Linked DNA regions of Mus musculus: regions 2 and 3 are each linked to region 1. Evidence: chromatin contacts called from public HiChIP or PLAC-seq data. All regions are on one chromosome and are shown on one strand. The core of a region is the stretch at or near the end of the contact, and the rest is flanking DNA. Distances in the headings are between cores, read along the strand shown.

Evidence for each region. HiChIP or PLAC-seq counts read pairs in DNA pulled down with a chosen protein or histone mark.
Region 2: a contact with region 1 is called in a FOXA1 HiChIP or PLAC-seq map of pancreatic cancer cells. The contact joins two enhancer-like sites. A contact is called at or near these places in 1 of 484 Hi-C or Micro-C datasets (liver) and 1 of 115 datasets of contacts at active chromatin or transcription factors (pancreatic cancer cells).
Region 3: a FOXA1 HiChIP or PLAC-seq map of pancreatic cancer cells shows a contact between it and region 1. The contact joins two enhancer-like sites. A contact is called at or near these places in 2 of 115 datasets of contacts at active chromatin or transcription factors (large pre-B cells and pancreatic cancer cells).

Annotation. Positions count from the first base shown.
Region 1 is chr3:69,180,791-69,183,490 of GRCm38.p6, reverse strand. No RefSeq gene overlaps it. Among named protein-coding and RNA genes, the nearest start is that of Arl14, 40 kb to the left of the region's middle. Within about 2 kb of position 1,295, at least 25 of the 459 cell types and tissues checked have an H3K27ac peak or open chromatin away from gene starts, as enhancers often do. A contact at or near this core is called in pancreatic cancer cells, where this site is marked.
Region 2 is chr3:69,484,539-69,487,238 of GRCm38.p6, reverse strand. The region is part of intron 1 of Ppm1l (protein phosphatase 1 (formerly 2C)-like); the gene reads right to left. Among named protein-coding and RNA genes, the nearest start is that of Gm52607, 24 kb to the right of the region's middle. Within about 2 kb of position 1,253, at least 35 of the 459 cell types and tissues checked have an H3K27ac peak or open chromatin away from gene starts, as enhancers often do. A contact at or near this core is called in pancreatic cancer cells, where this site is marked.
Region 3 is chr3:68,675,600-68,678,299 of GRCm38.p6, reverse strand. No RefSeq gene overlaps it. Among named protein-coding and RNA genes, the nearest start is that of Il12a, 14 kb to the left of the region's middle. Within about 2 kb of position 1,364, at least 223 of the 459 cell types and tissues checked have an H3K27ac peak or open chromatin away from gene starts, as enhancers often do. A contact at or near this core is called in pancreatic cancer cells, where this site is marked.

The sequences.
Region 1 (2,700 bases), core at 46-2,545:
GAGATTGTGTATCAAGCTAAGAGACTTGCCTGATTATTGTTCCGTCCGTTCTCCACTTAACTTTTCCTATCTGCCACACCTTCTCTTAGTAATAACAACTCCATGAATAGCTGACATACATATTGAAGGCAGGGACAAAACAAGCTTGCTGGCTGCAGCATGGGTCCTGGATCTAACCTGTAGCCGGTAGCTGCTAGAGTGTAAAGTCTTTGTAAATGCTTGTTAGAACTGACCCATCATCAGAAGCTTGTTCATGTTCTCATGCTGCGGGTTGGTTCTTCAAGAGGATGGTTCACAGGGGCCCCTGTTGGTTCCTGAATCAGGCTTCTCGTGGGTATGGACTACAAATGATTCCTGTCAGAAATCTTAGTCGATTTCTTATGCTTTAATTAGCACAGTTGCTATTTCTGAACCAATGGTAGCCAAAACATCTTCAGCATTTATAGTCCTCCCCTATTTAGCAAGTGTGCCTGGTCCCAATGCCAATATCTGAATTTCTCCATTTCTATCCTGACCCTGACACACCCTAACCCTAACCCTAGCCCTAACCCTAGCCCTAGCCCTAGCCCTAGCCCTAGCCCTAGCCCTAACCCTAACCCTAACCCTAACCTAACCCTAACCCTAACCCTAACCATAACCATAACCATAACCATAACCATAACCATAACCATAGTGCACCCAATCACCTTATTTTTTAAATTTTTTCTTCTTTACTTTCTCTGTTCCTGTAAACAAACTGAAATACTTTCTTGTTTTCCTTAGAAAACCTTGAATTCCTAAGAAAACAACATTGCTACCCTTCTAGACAAGCCCAGAGATGACCACATGATAGGACTGACGGTCAGTCCACAGGCAAGCTGCTTCGACAAAGCTGTGTCACAATTTCATTCTTGGGATCACAGTTCTCTGAATCCTAACATGATTTCAGACAGCTGACATGACACTGCCTACATAGAACTGAAACTCAGCCTTTTCACCCACAAGTCTTTGCTAGCAATGGCTTAGATCATTGCAAGTTTCTAATGTGTCTCCTTGCTACCATACCCTACCCAACAGTGACTCATCTACATATCTGCAAGAGCAATCTTTAAAGCAAATTTATATAATGTGGGTAGGGTATGGTGGTTCATGTCTGGAATCCCAGCACTCAGGAAATGGCCCTGGGGCAGAAGTGTTTCCTATAAGAAATCAAACCTCCTTTTTTTTTTTTTTTTTTCATTTGACAGGTTTGGAGAAGACCAAACTACACAACACACCTTTGTTTCAGATAGGAAAAAGGAACTTATATATAATGTCAAATGACACTATGAAGAAATTTAAACAACAGCTCATAGGCTATAGAAATTATTTGTATGCTGGGCAGAGTGGCTGCATGCCTTTAATCCCAGGATCCAGAAACAGTGGCAGGCAGAGCTCTGAGAGTTCAAGGCCAGCCTGGTCTTTTTAATGAGTTTGAAGACAGCCAAATCTACATAGATTAAACCCTATTTTTTATTAAGTTTTAAAAATAATATATCTGATATATATCTTTAATTTTATATAGTTAAGGTATATATAAAAACTTTAAATATACAAAGAACTTTTGTAACTCAAGAACAAAAGACATTTTTTTTTTTCAAATTTTTTTGTCAGGCAAATGACTGTGGAAATTTTTTTAGAAGAGGTGCACTGGTAGCTCCTGAGCGTAGGAAATGATGGCATGGTTAGTCACTGGAGCAACGCAAGGGTTCCTTATAGTGCTGTGATAATCATCAGGACCAAAAGCAACTCGGAGAAGGAAAAGATTCACTTGACTTGCGGCTTACAGTTAATCACAGAAGGAAGCCGCGGCAGATAAAGACAGGAACTGAAGCAGAGACCATGGGGGACACACAGCTTACTGGCTCGTCGCTGTCAGCTTGCTCAGCTTATACAGACCAGGTCTAGCTGCCTAGGGATGGCACTGCCCACAGTAGGCTGGACCTTCCAATGACAATCCTTCATCAAGAAAGTTCTCCACGGACATGCCCACAGGCCAGTCTAATGGAGGCAGCTCCTCAGGTGAGATTCCTTTCTTCCTGGTGACTCCAGCTGGAATCAAATGGATTCAAACTAACTCTGACAGTAGGCTCGAAGGACGACAACGTGCTCTTTCAAACCCACTGGAATGGCTACATGTCACAGACAAGAATGTGTCAGGATGTTGGGGTTTTTATCTGTTGTTGCGGGGGGCAGGGGGGGACCTCGGGGCGGTGTATAGAAAGATGCAGCCATTTTGGAAAAGAGACCAACAGTTGCTCAAAAAGTTAAACATACAGTTACCATGTGTAATCTGTTGATTACCTCTAGTTACAAAGAGAAACAAAGATCATATCAGCATGTTCGTGGTCACATTCACAATAGTCAAGGAGTGAAACAGCTCAAATTCTCATAAGCTGGTCAATGGAGAAATAAAATTGAATATATGAATAATGCAATGGAATATTACTCTGCCCTAAAAGAGAAAAACATATTACTACATGCTCTGACATAGATCCTCCATGGGTAAGAGCACTAGCTGCTCTTCCAGAGAAACCAGGTCTAATTCCAAGCACCAACATTGCAACCCACAACTATCTGAAACTCCATCGTGGGAACCAACACAATAGGCATGCAAGTAGTGTGCAGTACAGGCAAAACACTCAATGTACGTGAAACAAAATTTTCTACTTAGTGAAAGAG
Region 2 (2,700 bases), core at 4-2,503, 300 kb before region 1:
TGTTCACCAGAAGCACAACCATGAAGTCTCACTTCTATGGCAATTTTAGATCGCTATGGAGAGCCATGGCTGCCAACGGTTGTGTCAATGGTTATGGCGAAGGGGGAACCCAGCATGTGGAGGACAGAAAATTACAGAACATACTTAATGCTGAAGCTCAAGTTTTAATCTAAGCAGTAACGTGATGACCAACCACTAAGCTACACATCACTAGAGACAATCCTTCTGGGATGCCTCAGGAAACGAACTTTTACTAAGTTTATCATTCTGCTAACTCACATTTACTATGAGGTCAAGTTCATGTGGTAGCATGAAGCATGCCAGGGCATGTAAATATACCTCTAATCTCACACAACGGAGTATGTCTTTCTAGCTAAGGATGGCTGGCCTTATCCACAAAACCCATACCAGCCCACTTTCCAGACTTCTGGTCTCTAATTATTCTAAGATATAATCAGCCAATGTATCAAACACTGTCTAGCCGTGAGTTAGCTCCTCTTATTATTTTGATCAAAACCTACATTTAAGCCTCCGGGCTTATTTTTTTAGAACCTGTTTACAGATTAAGAAGCTGAGGTTATTTCCCTACTTCCAAGGGTATGAAGAACGAATTCTTTGCTCCTCAATTACCACACACACTCCAGAGAAAGATCAGGAATTCAACAGTAAATATCACACTACTTTGATGGTCCTTCCCTGAATTTTGTTTTCAGAGCACACATACACTTTTAGATGTTAAGCGATGGTGGCAGCATAAAAACAGCCAGCCGACCAGCCCAACGCTCACCAATCTAATGAGCACTGAAACAGCACTCAGCCAAAGTTGTTGGGCTAATGTTTTGCGATGAGCAAGTTCCTATCTCGTCTGCAGTCATAAAGAAGAAATTGTTTCACATTTTACACACTTGAGAGGCATAGGAAAAAGATCCAATGATATTGATTTATGGAGAAATATTTTTTTATTATTTCAAAAATTATATGGTTTATTCCTTATTAAATTCCCTCCCATTTCTGAATCTTGGGCTATGGAGCCTGGGGAAATATTAACTTCCATAAGTATTACTCAAATGTATTCTAGAAAGTTCCACAAATAATTCTTACTGAAAATGCCCTTGAGGACTGAGAAAGCCAATGGGACTGTTACAAATGAATTACAAAAACCTCGTGAGTTATTAATCAAAATGATAGCATTCCAAGGCTATGACACTAGAGCTGCCCCTGGAGGTCTTAGTCAGAACATACATAAAATATTCTTGGCTTGAGACAGCTATTTATACAGGAACAATTCCAGAGGACTCCTACTGGGCCTCACTTGGCTGCTACCCCATAGCTACCTCCAGGAAGCAGGGGTGGCCAGAGTGTCAGGGAAGCTCCAGATGAGTCGGGCTGATGTGGCTTCAAGAAGGATTTTCAAGGCCAGTATTAGACTTAGGGTCCTTTTATATGAAATGGAATAAGAAGGGTTGAACTTTCTACTCAGTGACTTGGTGATAATTTTATTTAGTGTCTCATGACTAACTCAATGAGAACCCCCACCCTCACCCCCAATCATTCAGCTCAGGTCATCTAGCTGGACAGCAAGTACCTTTATGATCCGTCTCCCTGAAACTCAGAAAGATATCATGGTCACAGGAAAGTCTCAGTAGATGCACACAAGGGAAAGGCCTCTGTGTTCTTTACCGAATTAGGTGGCTGGCCTTGATCAGCATCTTTGTGGGTTAGAACTCCAACTGTCAGTTTGTTGGGGTAGGGAGGGGGGTGGCTTCCTTTAAAATTAGTCATGGGGTTTGCTCTATCCTTGGTTCAAATCTGTTTTAACTTGGGCTATGTATTTGAGAGGGAGAACTCTGGATCGCACCTGCTAGTTGAATTTGATACAATGTAGCATGGATTTCTACCCAGCTTTACAGTAAGTTCTGACAGACTCCTAGGGTTGTACCAGGCCCTTTACAACAGCCCTTGTGCATATCCCAGGACTCTCTAGCTTGTAAAGGTTGTTGTTGTTATTGTTGATGTTGTTGTTTTAATTACTACTATTACTAACCTATTTTATTAAATTATATGTATCACGTATTTGTGTATGTGCATGCAAGTCTGTGGGGTGCCCAGAGGACAAATTGCAAGCTTCCTTCTTTCCCGCTACTATAGTGGTTCTGGGGCTTGAAGTCAGGCTATCAGGCTTTGCCAGGGCTGACTTAGCCCACTGAGCCACCCTGCTAACCTATAATATTTTTAATTCTTATAAAAAAAAACTGACTATATGCATTGACATTGCCACAGGCTCCTTTTTCTGTCATTTAGAATTGGCAGTTTGCTGAGCCTCAGAGAGCCGGAGCCCTCCCCACTCTGAAGCAAAGTGACTGTCTTAGGAGATACCAGACGGCACTGACATTCTTCCCGGCAGCTTGTGGGCAGTCAAGCAACCCTTAGAAAGCTGTGTGAAACCACACCACAATTTGCTCTTGAATGTACCCTGGCATGGTCAGAAGAGCACCCTCACCTCAGCCAAGTCAGCCAGAGCACTGCACCAGGATGCAGGCAGAAGGAAGGGAAGCTGGAATCACCGGCAGGAATGTGTAACTACACACAGAACTCAAAAGGACATCTTATTTTAGAAAAGAGAAGAAAAGGATACCTAATTGCATGGAAAGGCTGTAATTTCAGCAGCGAGCGCACCTGCTTATGTAAACACAAAGTGAC
Region 3 (2,700 bases), core at 115-2,614, 510 kb after region 1:
CTGTTGATTTTTAAGGCTGTGGCCCCCCACAGGTCAACCCCACTCTAGGCAGGCCACTACCAAGGGACTACACAAACTAGACTCAACAGTTAAAAAGTAGAGGAGGGGAGGTGCATCTAGGAGGAGGGGGTGAATATGACCAAAATATATTGTACAAAATTCTCAAAGAATTAATAAAAATATTTAAAAACTCCAAAAATAAAATAATTCCCAGGATGGATGGGGTAAATTTTATATCACAGCAGAACATATGCTAATATCTTACAAACTAACTTTCATGAGAGATGATACAAGATTTCCAGACCTTGGCATGGATCTGAGATTAAAGACAGAGGCAGATTGGAGCCCCTATGTGCAAGCCCAGTGGAGGGAGGCAGAGACAGGAGAATCCTGGAACCACAACGACCAATCTGGAGAGTTTGTCACACAAATTACTCAGTGAAATTTATCAATAACACAGACAAAGTAATTAAGAACATGAGGACCCCAGTAGGCCAATGAGAAAAATCATTAACAGACAACTCACTGAAGAAAGCTATAGTTAATAACTATGTTAAAAAGATATGAGACGGCTCAACCAAATACAGGTACATGAAATAAATCCTTTTAGGTTGACAAAGGTATGAAAGGGAATTCATAATGAAACTGTTTCTGAAAATAAATTTGACAAAGTTTATCAAGAATCTGAACTTTCTGGAGCCGTTGACCCCGATAAAGCCAGGAATATACCTTAAAGAATTTCAGAAATGCAAAAGACAAAAATTGTAATAACAAAATAAATGCCAAAGTATGGGCAGGTCTCTCATTAGAGAAGCTTAAATGTGGTTAGCATTTACAGAATATAATACAGCCTTATGATTAAGTTTACAAAGAGCTTTGTCAAAATAACCTATGAACATTAAAAATAAAATAAAAGCAAGTGACTTAAAGCTATTGTGGGAGGAGGCTTAAGGTGCTGCAAGCTCGCTTAGACCTGAAACAGCTTAGGAACAGGGAAGTTGGAGAGGGACGGCATAGGAAGTGGAGAGAATCAGCCAAAACGTTGCCAGTAACTGTCACGGAGTCACGGCTGTGGCCACAGCTGAGTTTGAAGATCACTGTGTGCAACATCCTGTCGCGGTACCAGGAGATAAACGCGGGGCCTGTGTGAGGGTTGGCGGTCTGCTTCCGTGGAGACCCACTTGACAGAAGTCTGAGTTTCCCCCTCAGCATCTCTCCGCAGCCTAAGAATAGCAGAAGCCGAGAAAAATGAGTGTTGGATAAACTCAAGTTTGGAACTGGGCAGAAGGAGGTGGGAGGGAGTCAGGGTAAGGAAGGCAGCTGGAGTGCCTGCTTGAGCAATGAGTCACTCAACGGAAAGCCACCAAACATGTGTACTGGGTGCCAGGCACTGGCTCCTCTGCACCTGGGGCGGGGCGTGGGGGGCGGGGGGCGGTATCAGGGACTCAAAAACACTTGGGGGAAAGGACGGGGTGGGGGTGGGGGGAAGGCTGAGAGCAAGACACGAACTACATAATAAGCTGAATATGATTGTGTGATTGGAAACGAAGGAAATGGCAGAGCTTGGAAGCCCCAAACTGCAAATATTTATTTTAAATTTGCTCCCCTTTCTTCCTTAACTATTTTTGCATTATTTGAATTATATCTGATCACATGCGTACAGAGGCACAGACTCCCTGCTTTGAGTTCTGAACAAGCTCTGGGTGGGCATAGCAAAAAAAGACAGATTTTATAAGCGGGAATTGCTTGATGAACTATTTATAAAGATAACTGCTTGGCACGTGTGCACAAGGCTGCCTTCTTTAGAGGGTTAAGGGCGTATCTGAGAGATCGGGCACTGATTTAGCACACATTAAAAACCTTGGATTTGCTCACCATAACTGGCACCCCTCAAATTAACAACATAAGTCAGTGTAGACTTGTGCAAATATGGCGATTTGCAACTTACTCGGAGAATATCAGCCAACCAAAATGAAATGCACTGGGGTGGGGGGAGGGGAGCAGGGCGGTGGGGAGACAGAGGGTGAGCATCAGGTCACTCGGGACTGCTAAGTCTTTTCTGTATTTGTTTCTACCTTGTTTACTTTTGAAATGGCCAAGGACAGCTGGACACCCTAGCTCATGCCAGGAGTCCCAGTGTGAAGGCTGAGAGAGGAGGATTTTGAGTTCAAGGATAGCTGGCCTAAGGAAACAACAAAATTTAAAAAGCAAACAAAAGGCCAAAGAGTTTGTGACTTGATTCATTCACCAAAGCTGGTCTAAGTATAGTCCGGGTAGAAAGGGAGGCATTACAGGGGGCAAAGGTACCTAAAGGTTACTTACTACCCCCAGGATACAATAAGAAGGCATGAAGGTACACTCTACATAGCTCATACCAAAGAAATAAAAGAAAGCTTAAGAAATCCAGGACACAGAGAAACACTGTCTCGAAAAACCAAAAACCAAACCAAACCAAACCAAACCAAACCAAACCAAACCAAACCAACAACAAAAACAACAAAAAAACATCAACAACTAAAAAGCAAAACAGCAACACCGAGGTAAGAGGCTGGCGAGATGGTGCAGCAGTTAAGAGCACTGGCTGCTCTTACAGAGAAGCCGGCTTATTTCCCAGCATCCACTGCGGCTCCTACATCAGACACAGAGCCCCAGAGTCTGAATTTTACCGATATGGATGTGCGACTTCCACCTTTCAAGGAT